Linked DNA regions of Gossypium arboreum: region 1 is linked to region 2. A link is a contact called in public Hi-C data. All regions are on one chromosome and are shown on one strand. The core of a region is the stretch at or near the end of the contact, and the rest is flanking DNA. Distances in the headings are between cores, read along the strand shown.

Region 1 (3,618 bases), core at 661-3,160, 150 kb after region 2:
TCAAACTATAATTCCACAACCAGATATTACTACTTCAGTGTAGTCTCATGCCATTATTAATATGCATATACAACAAGTGAAGGAACGTTGTTAACCAAACCTAAGAGTAAGAAACCAACATAAAACATGGCCGTAAACTTGCAAAGATAAAAGCATTAGCCAAGCCAGAAAAAGGAATTCTGATAGTCATACACATGGCAAAATGTAATGTGCTCAAGTTTCATTGAAGCATATAAAGACTGATAAGAAGAAATTTTATAAGATTCAAGAGAAGCCTGGTTAGATAGTGCTTTCTAATATGAAAAGGTAAAATAGTGTTCATGCACAATATCATAAGATTAGCCTGTCCTTAAAGGTTAAAAGTTAATTTAGGGTTAACAGATAATCTTCTCAAGGAACTCAAATCAACAGAAAGGTTAGCCCAAATCCCTCTAAATACACAGATAGGGACAAAATATAGATATTGTTTAGCCATAGAAACCTGACCTTATACAAGCAAGAAGCCTAACAATTAGGAGTCTACGACTAAAACAACATTATTGAAACGTCCATCAAAAAGTTAAACATGGGAACTATGAAACCAAAACAGCACTTACATTCTCATGATCCATGTGACGAAGAAGCTTGATCTCTCGCAATGTCCTTTCAGCATCAATCCTATTGTCAAATGCATTACCAATTTTCTTGATAGCAACCTTCTCACATGTCTCTGAATTCAAAGCAGCACTGAGAAAAAGAAAGGGAAATCAAATCTTAGCCTCACATTGTTACTAACAAAATAGACAGTAAGTCAAATGAACAGAATGTTAACTTTCTTTCAATCTTCTCAGCCTGAAAGGCGGAACCTAAAGTTATTCACTTCAATGGAACCCTAGAATTTGGCAGCTTAATTTCATCAAAAGCAATCACACTGCCAAATACATTTTATAAACTGTATTACCAAGAGTTTTCATTTTCCTCTAGTATCCATATACAACGACATGGCTATGAAATTATGGTCCTCAAAATACTTGTATTAGCCACATACCCTTGTCTAACACTCAGTCCGGGTAATATACTTAAGTTTGATTACAGTGCACTAAACCTAAAATTGTAATTTAAAGGGGGGTTGGCGCGGGGGACTACCTAGCCTGTTTGATCATAGTAATAACTAACTTATTAATCATGAAACTGAAATCTAACAAAAGAAAACTGATCAGATATTGACTTCTTGAAAAACTATCATGTTGAAGCTCTAAGACTAAAACAAACCCAGAGATTGAAATAAACAGGAAGTGAATCAAACTAGAAACTTAAACCGAAACAAAGTTAGCAGGGGAAAAAAAGTCTTACCAGACAATACCATAAGCACCACGGCCGGTAGGGCGAACAGGAGGGATGTATTTCCTGGAAACTTCGAAGTGGTTACCATAAACGTTGTATAGAACATAGCGTCCACCATGAGTTGGTATTCCTTTGATGCTGTGAGCCCCTGGCCCATAGCTTGACTCCATTGACATGCCTGACTCCAACCCAAAATAAAGAAAGACTTTCTACAGTAATAACAGCTAAAATCAGAAAGCTAAGGCTATTTTACCGAACTAAGCCGGCACCCATATAAAAAATCCCCCACTCATTAACCGATGATTGCAACAAAGAGAAATAAGAGTAGAGAATAGAGAAAAGATAGGTTAAGAGAAAATTTTCATTTCATACTAATAACTAACTTATTAATCATGAAACTGAAATCTAACAAAAGAAAAATGATCACATATTGACTTCTTGAAAAACTATCATGTTGAAGCTCTAAGACTAAAACAAACCCAGAAATTGAAATAAACAGGAAGTGAATCAAACTAGAAACTTAAACCGAAACAAAGTTAGCAGGGGAAAAAAGATCTTACCAGACAATACAAAAAGCACCACGGCCGGCGGGGCGAACAGGAGGTAGGTATTTCCTGGAAACTTCGAAGTGGTTACCATAAACGTTGTATAGAACATAGCGTCCACCATGAGTTGGTATTCCTTTGATGCTGTGAGCCCCTGGCCCATAGCTTGACTCCCTTGACATGCCCGACTCCAACCCAAAATAAAGAAAGACTTTCTACAGTAATAAAAGTTAAAATCAGAAAGCTAAGGCTATTTTACCGAACTAAGCCGGCACCCATATAAAATCCCCCCTCCCTCCATTCCTCCCTCCCTCCCTCCCTCCCTCCATTAACCGAGAGAAATATGAGTAAAGAATAGAGAAAAGATAGGTTAAGAGAAAAGTTTCATTTCATAATACATGGCTCCTCCTACTCCCCTTCTGCTGTGTTGAGTTTAAATCAGAAACTAAAGATCAAAAAACAAAAACATTGTGTTTGAATAAGCAAAAATGCCATATAGTTCAATTACATGGTAAAAAACAAATCTTGCTTGTGCAAGTATCCATGGCCATTTGCATGCTACAGCTGTGTTGCTTGGTCACTTGCATGTTGCTGCATTGTTACTACCTTTCAACACTCCTCCTTGGTTACAAAGCAATAACTATAATTTCCTTCTTCAAATACTCGAATTTAGTGACAGCCAATGACTTGGTCAAAATGTCTGCGAGCTGAATCTCCGAGCAGCAATGGATCAAGTTGATTTCCTTTCACAACTCTGGATCAAGTTGATTTCCTTTCACAACTCTGCCTCTCTCACAAAATGATACTTGATCTTACCATGAAATACAGGATTCTTGGCAATTACAACAACTGACTGATTGTCAATTTTGATCTCTATTGCTTCCACTTGATTAGCATTTAAGTCACTTAAAAGTTTCCTAAGCCAAATGGCTTGATTAACAACAGTAGCAACTGCAATATACTCTACCTCTATTGTGAATTGAGCTACTGTCTGTTACTTCTTAGAACTCCAACTAAAAACACCTTAACCTAGAGTGAAGAAGTAGCTCGATGTACCCTTCGTATCATCAACTAAACTAGCCCAATCATTGTCTGAATAGCCAACCAACTTCAGCTCTTCAGCTCTCTCAAACTTCACACCATAGCCTAAGGTCCTAAGGTCCCTTTGACATACCTTAAGACTCTTTTAGCAGCCTTGAAATGAGCTACATTGTAGCAATCCATGAACCTCGATAGAAGGCTAACAACATACATGATGTCTAGCCTTGTTGCGTCAAGTTAAGTAGGCACCAATTAGACTTCTGTATCTCTTCTCATCCACACGATCATGATCACTGTTGCTTGAGAGTTTTTTTCCTAGTGCTACAGGAGTGCTAGCAGGCTTGCAATTTGTCATGCAAAACTAGAACCTTCAATGCAAAAGCTTGCTGGCTTATAAAAATACCATGCTCATTCTGATTCACTTCCATACCGAGAAAGTAGGTCATCAAGCCTAAATCAGTCATCTCAAAAACATCTTGCATCTGCTTCTTAAAATCTTCAATCAATTCACTTCTGCAACCAGTAACCAACAAGTCATCCATATACAAAGACACAATCAGCAAAGTTTCTTTTTCCACCTTTTTCACATAGAGTGTAGGCTCACTAATGCTCTTTTCGAACCCCAGCCTTGATAAGTATGCATCAATCCTGTTATACCAGGCCCTTGGAGCCTGTTTAGGCCATACAAAGTCTTTTTGAGCTTGTAGAC
Region 2 (4,055 bases), core at 1,408-3,907:
AATTTTCTTGTGTCACTTGATAGTCTTTTGCTGATTGGACCTTTTTTTCTAAAAAAAAAAAAATTCCAGTTGCAAATGGGAACATTGCAGAGCAGATTGGATGCTGAATTCCTCTTGGCTCATATGTGCTCTGTCAAGTTCAAGGAGTGGATAGTTGTCCTTGCCACGCTTTTAAGACGTTCTGAGGTATAGTTTGCTTCTTTTGATGTTAAATTCTGGATTTAATGATAGTTGGAGTCTGATGCATGTATCATACCTTGTCCTAATTTGAAGTGTGGGTGACTCATTAGAGTTGTCATTTTGCTTTGGGAAAAGTTACTAGGAATTTTGTCCATGATTCACAAAAGAGGACAATTTTTTATTTGAATTATTTTTTAAAATTTTAACAAATATCTGTATTTTTCTACATAATTTATTTTACATAATTAATTAAACTGTCAAAGTGTTCAGTAAGTTCATCAATGTTTTGGATAAATGTTTTTGTTAATGTGACTTTTCAATTGATATTTGCCTAATATCTATTGTTTCTCTAAATAGCTGCTTGTCCTTCCTGATTTCTCTTTCTTCTCGTCTCTCTTTGTAGTATGATAAAAAAAGAGCTGCATATAGGGGTTAGATGGCAGTCAATTGGAGCATAATGGAAAACAATATAGAACCCAACTTTCCTTCTTTCTCTTTTTTCGCACTGCTATTCCTAGTATGAAAAAGAGCCACATAGGCCTTAATTGTCTGCCATAAGAAAACAGCGAGCTGAGTTTCAACCATCTTCTGTCTGAATCTTAAAGCGGGACTATTTAAAGTTGTTTGTTATCATTCAAATTTGAGATCCGAAAACTTGTTCTTTCTGGTGCTTTATTTGACATCTTCCTTTGATATTCTGGTTATTATTTTCGAATAAATTAAGTAATTTTTTCGTTGGAAAAAATTTGTTCCTGATAGGTAGATGATCACCTCAAAAGAGGCTGAACTGAAACATATCTATGTAATCTTGGGTTAAAATCTCTTTTGGTGTTATTGAAATCCATCTTTGAGGATACCTGTTATTTAATTGTTTTCATTTTAGGTCCTTTTGACATTAAAAAGCTAGGCAAGTTATTCATCAGAGTTGGTTTCATGATCATAATCTATTTGTTGTTGAGCAGGTTCTTTTTGATCTTTTCCGGCATGACATGCGGTTGTGGAAAGCATATAATATGACATTGCAGGTATGTGGCTTTTACAGTCCAAATATTCTTAACCAAATCCGACTTTCTCACCATGCTCTAACAATGTCCTTTTGACAGTCTCATTCTTCATTTGCTGAATACCATGATTTGCTTGACGATTTGGAAGAGAAACTCTCTTCCACTGCAAATGCAGAAGAGAAATAAGGTAGGTACTGAAACAAAAGTTGCAGTGGGGGAATGCCAATTTTAGCGAAAGCATGCATTCATTTATATGTTTAATCAAAGCAAAGGACAAGCAGTGGAAATCAAAGTCATGCGACTGATTAGGCCTTTGTTACAGTGAATCTTTGTATCTCATTAGAATCACAAAAATTGTTCTTTGTAGATATAGAGGGTTAAGCATCATAGCATTCATTTCATGCTCGGTTGCATGTATCAGAGGTATTTTTTGTTTTAATCCACTATTCTTCACACTATTTATTTACGTATTTTTGGCTGTATAAATGTTGAATATAAATAAATCAAATAGACCACTTATTATACTCAATGAGTTTCTTGAGCCTGAAGTGAATTACAGGTTTTACATCTTATCCTTTTGGTTTGGAAATTTTCATGGATTTGGATAAAATTGACAAAATTTGCCCCTTCTTTTTTTTTCGTTGTTTTTAAAATTACTCACGTCATTATATACGGGCAATCGCACAGGTTTTTTTTTTTTTTTTTAATGAAATGGAAAATCATGATTTTCACAAGGCTCTTTATTATTTATCACGTTTACTACGGAATGCCAACCAGAATAATCTTGATAGCCTTAGCTATTAATTATACCAATATTATTAACCGCTCCATTTTTCAGGTACTCCAGAAGTTGAGTAATGTACTTTTATTGATCACTACTAAACTCAGCAGACCTGAGGCCTTGTCCTAGCCTCAGAATTTGCCACTTCTTTTTTATTGTATAATCCATCTTCACCTCTTGTCAATCTCCACTAGCTATCTTGTCTATCACTGTAACTCCAACCACAGTGAAACAAGGATCCCCAAAATGTCCGTTTGTGGTGCCCGCCCAAGAGTCACCACTCCTCTGCCTTGTGTCCTTTGAGCAAAACCCCGTGGCACTGCATCCGTATAATCTTTAGCCCAATTCAGATAACTCTAGTTCATAAGCTATCTCATAAGTTTGATCTCTGCTCAGTTTACACTCACTGCCAATTTGCCAACCCCCCACAAACACAACTGACCTGTGCTTTTGCTCGTCTAGCCACTTAAAAATCTTAACCCATGCCTCATCGGTGATGTCTCGTCCTTGTGGTTTCTCCGGTGGAAGCCAACTTGCCGAAATCACTTTGTTTCCCGAGCATCTTAAGTAAACTCAAGTAATCAAGTAATTACCTTCAAACTCGTTGCAACTACGTACAACGACAGCTTGGCAAGACTGTAAGGCCTTGTTAATGCCATAGGCATCAGATTTGTCAGTGCCGTTTGATCCATAAAGGGCATCAAAACTGCCCGCAGTCTCTTGTTTCTTGAGGCAAACTCAAGATGGGAAAGTGACCCATTTCCGGAGTTGACGTCAAAGCTTTCTGGAGATAAACGTAGCTTCTTTTGGCCATCACTGAACAGATAATCGGGCGAGCCCGGGGAAAAAGTCTGGAAGCAGTCAAAACTGTGAAGTAGACGGGATATAGGAGACAATTAAGAGATGAAGGTGAGAAATTATAATTATTTTTAATCAAGTTTGAATAAATTTTTAAGTAGTTATTGAAAGGTTATTTGATTTTTTTTATTTTTTATTTTGTCCATCAATGATATCATAAATTGTGGTGCATTAATGATGCGTAAAATTTATACATTGATGTTGCATTGAATATAATTTCATATTTATATGCACTTGTACATTGTATCATGTTTAGTGTTTGTGCGAATGTAGAAATCAATGTTGCTTGTAGTTTCCAATCTTTTGTAAGATAATCATATTTGATTTGATATTTATATTATAGCAATTCTTATTATTATAAAATTTAATGTTTAATACATGGGTTTTTCCCATTTTTTCCTTCGAGTTGAACTTTCTCCACGAGCTCCTACTGTTTCATCATCTTGTAATCTCTCTTGTTTTGATGCCTTGGGTTTTCTCCTAGAAGCTTTTCTGATTCCTCCATATTCTGTCATTCTCTCTTGAAGTTTAGATTGGTCTCACTTTTCTGTCGTTCTCCACGAGGGCAAAAGGTTTGACCCAATCTCAATCTTCTCCTTTTCTGTGGATGGAATTTGTTTTTCCTCTATTTTGGCTCTCGTTTGAGCTTTTGTTGTGGCTTTCTTGAGCTTACTATTTGTAAATGGTTTAAATTATGACTTCCATTCCATGTGTTCAATCATTTGCCTCTGTTAGAAAATATATTACGTAGTTGTAAATATGTAGTTGAAATTTAAAGGGATTTTATTTCTTTTCCTTTTATGTTAAGTGTTGAGAAATGTGCTCGTATTGTAATAAATTTGTAATTATTTTTATATATTTAAATGATGAACAAATAAATAAAGTTAATTTTACATTATTATATTGTTGAGAAATGTGCTCGTATTAGATAATGTAAACAAGTCTATAATCTCGTAAAAGAACTCAAGTGAGTATTTAATTCAAATACTCAGAAGGATTATAATGTCGTCTACAATTCCAATTAGAGAGATGATTAGTTTTGACTATTGAAATAATTGACTCCGCGGGTAGAGACATAAATATACTCATTAGAAGAATGATACATTGGACTGAACCTAAATTGAAATAATTCGAAATTCGTTTGTGAATTAATTAACTTGTGGTGTTCATGGTGTGACTTACATAAATCTTGAGTTAGTTACCGACCATGTGTATGCAACTCATGTGCTTTG

What was found. Hi-C and Micro-C count contacts between places; a contact is called where the count stands out from the background.
Region 1: a Hi-C map of leaf shows a contact between it and region 2, with 4 times the contacts expected there. The contact joins two enhancer-like sites. A contact is called at or near these places in 2 of 5 Hi-C or Micro-C datasets (both in leaf).

What each region holds. Positions count from the first base shown.
Region 1 is chr7:72,788,136-72,791,753 of ASM2569848v2, forward strand. It overlaps the pseudogene LOC108476349. Among protein-coding and RNA genes, the nearest start is that of LOC108455796, 26 kb to the right of the region's middle. Within about 2 kb of position 1,911, at least 2 of the 2 cell types and tissues checked have an H3K27ac peak or open chromatin away from gene starts, as enhancers often do. A contact at or near this core is called in leaf, where this site is marked.
Region 2 is chr7:72,641,099-72,645,153 of ASM2569848v2, forward strand. LOC108454366 reads left to right here. Exons shown (of 23, transcript XM_017752808.2): 21 at 70-186; 22 at 1,143-1,205; 23 at 1,284-1,713. The coding sequence ends at 1,370. Among protein-coding and RNA genes, the nearest start is that of LOC108454366, 9.7 kb to the left of the region's middle. Within about 2 kb of position 2,658, at least 2 of the 2 cell types and tissues checked have an H3K27ac peak or open chromatin away from gene starts, as enhancers often do. A contact at or near this core is called in leaf, where this site is marked.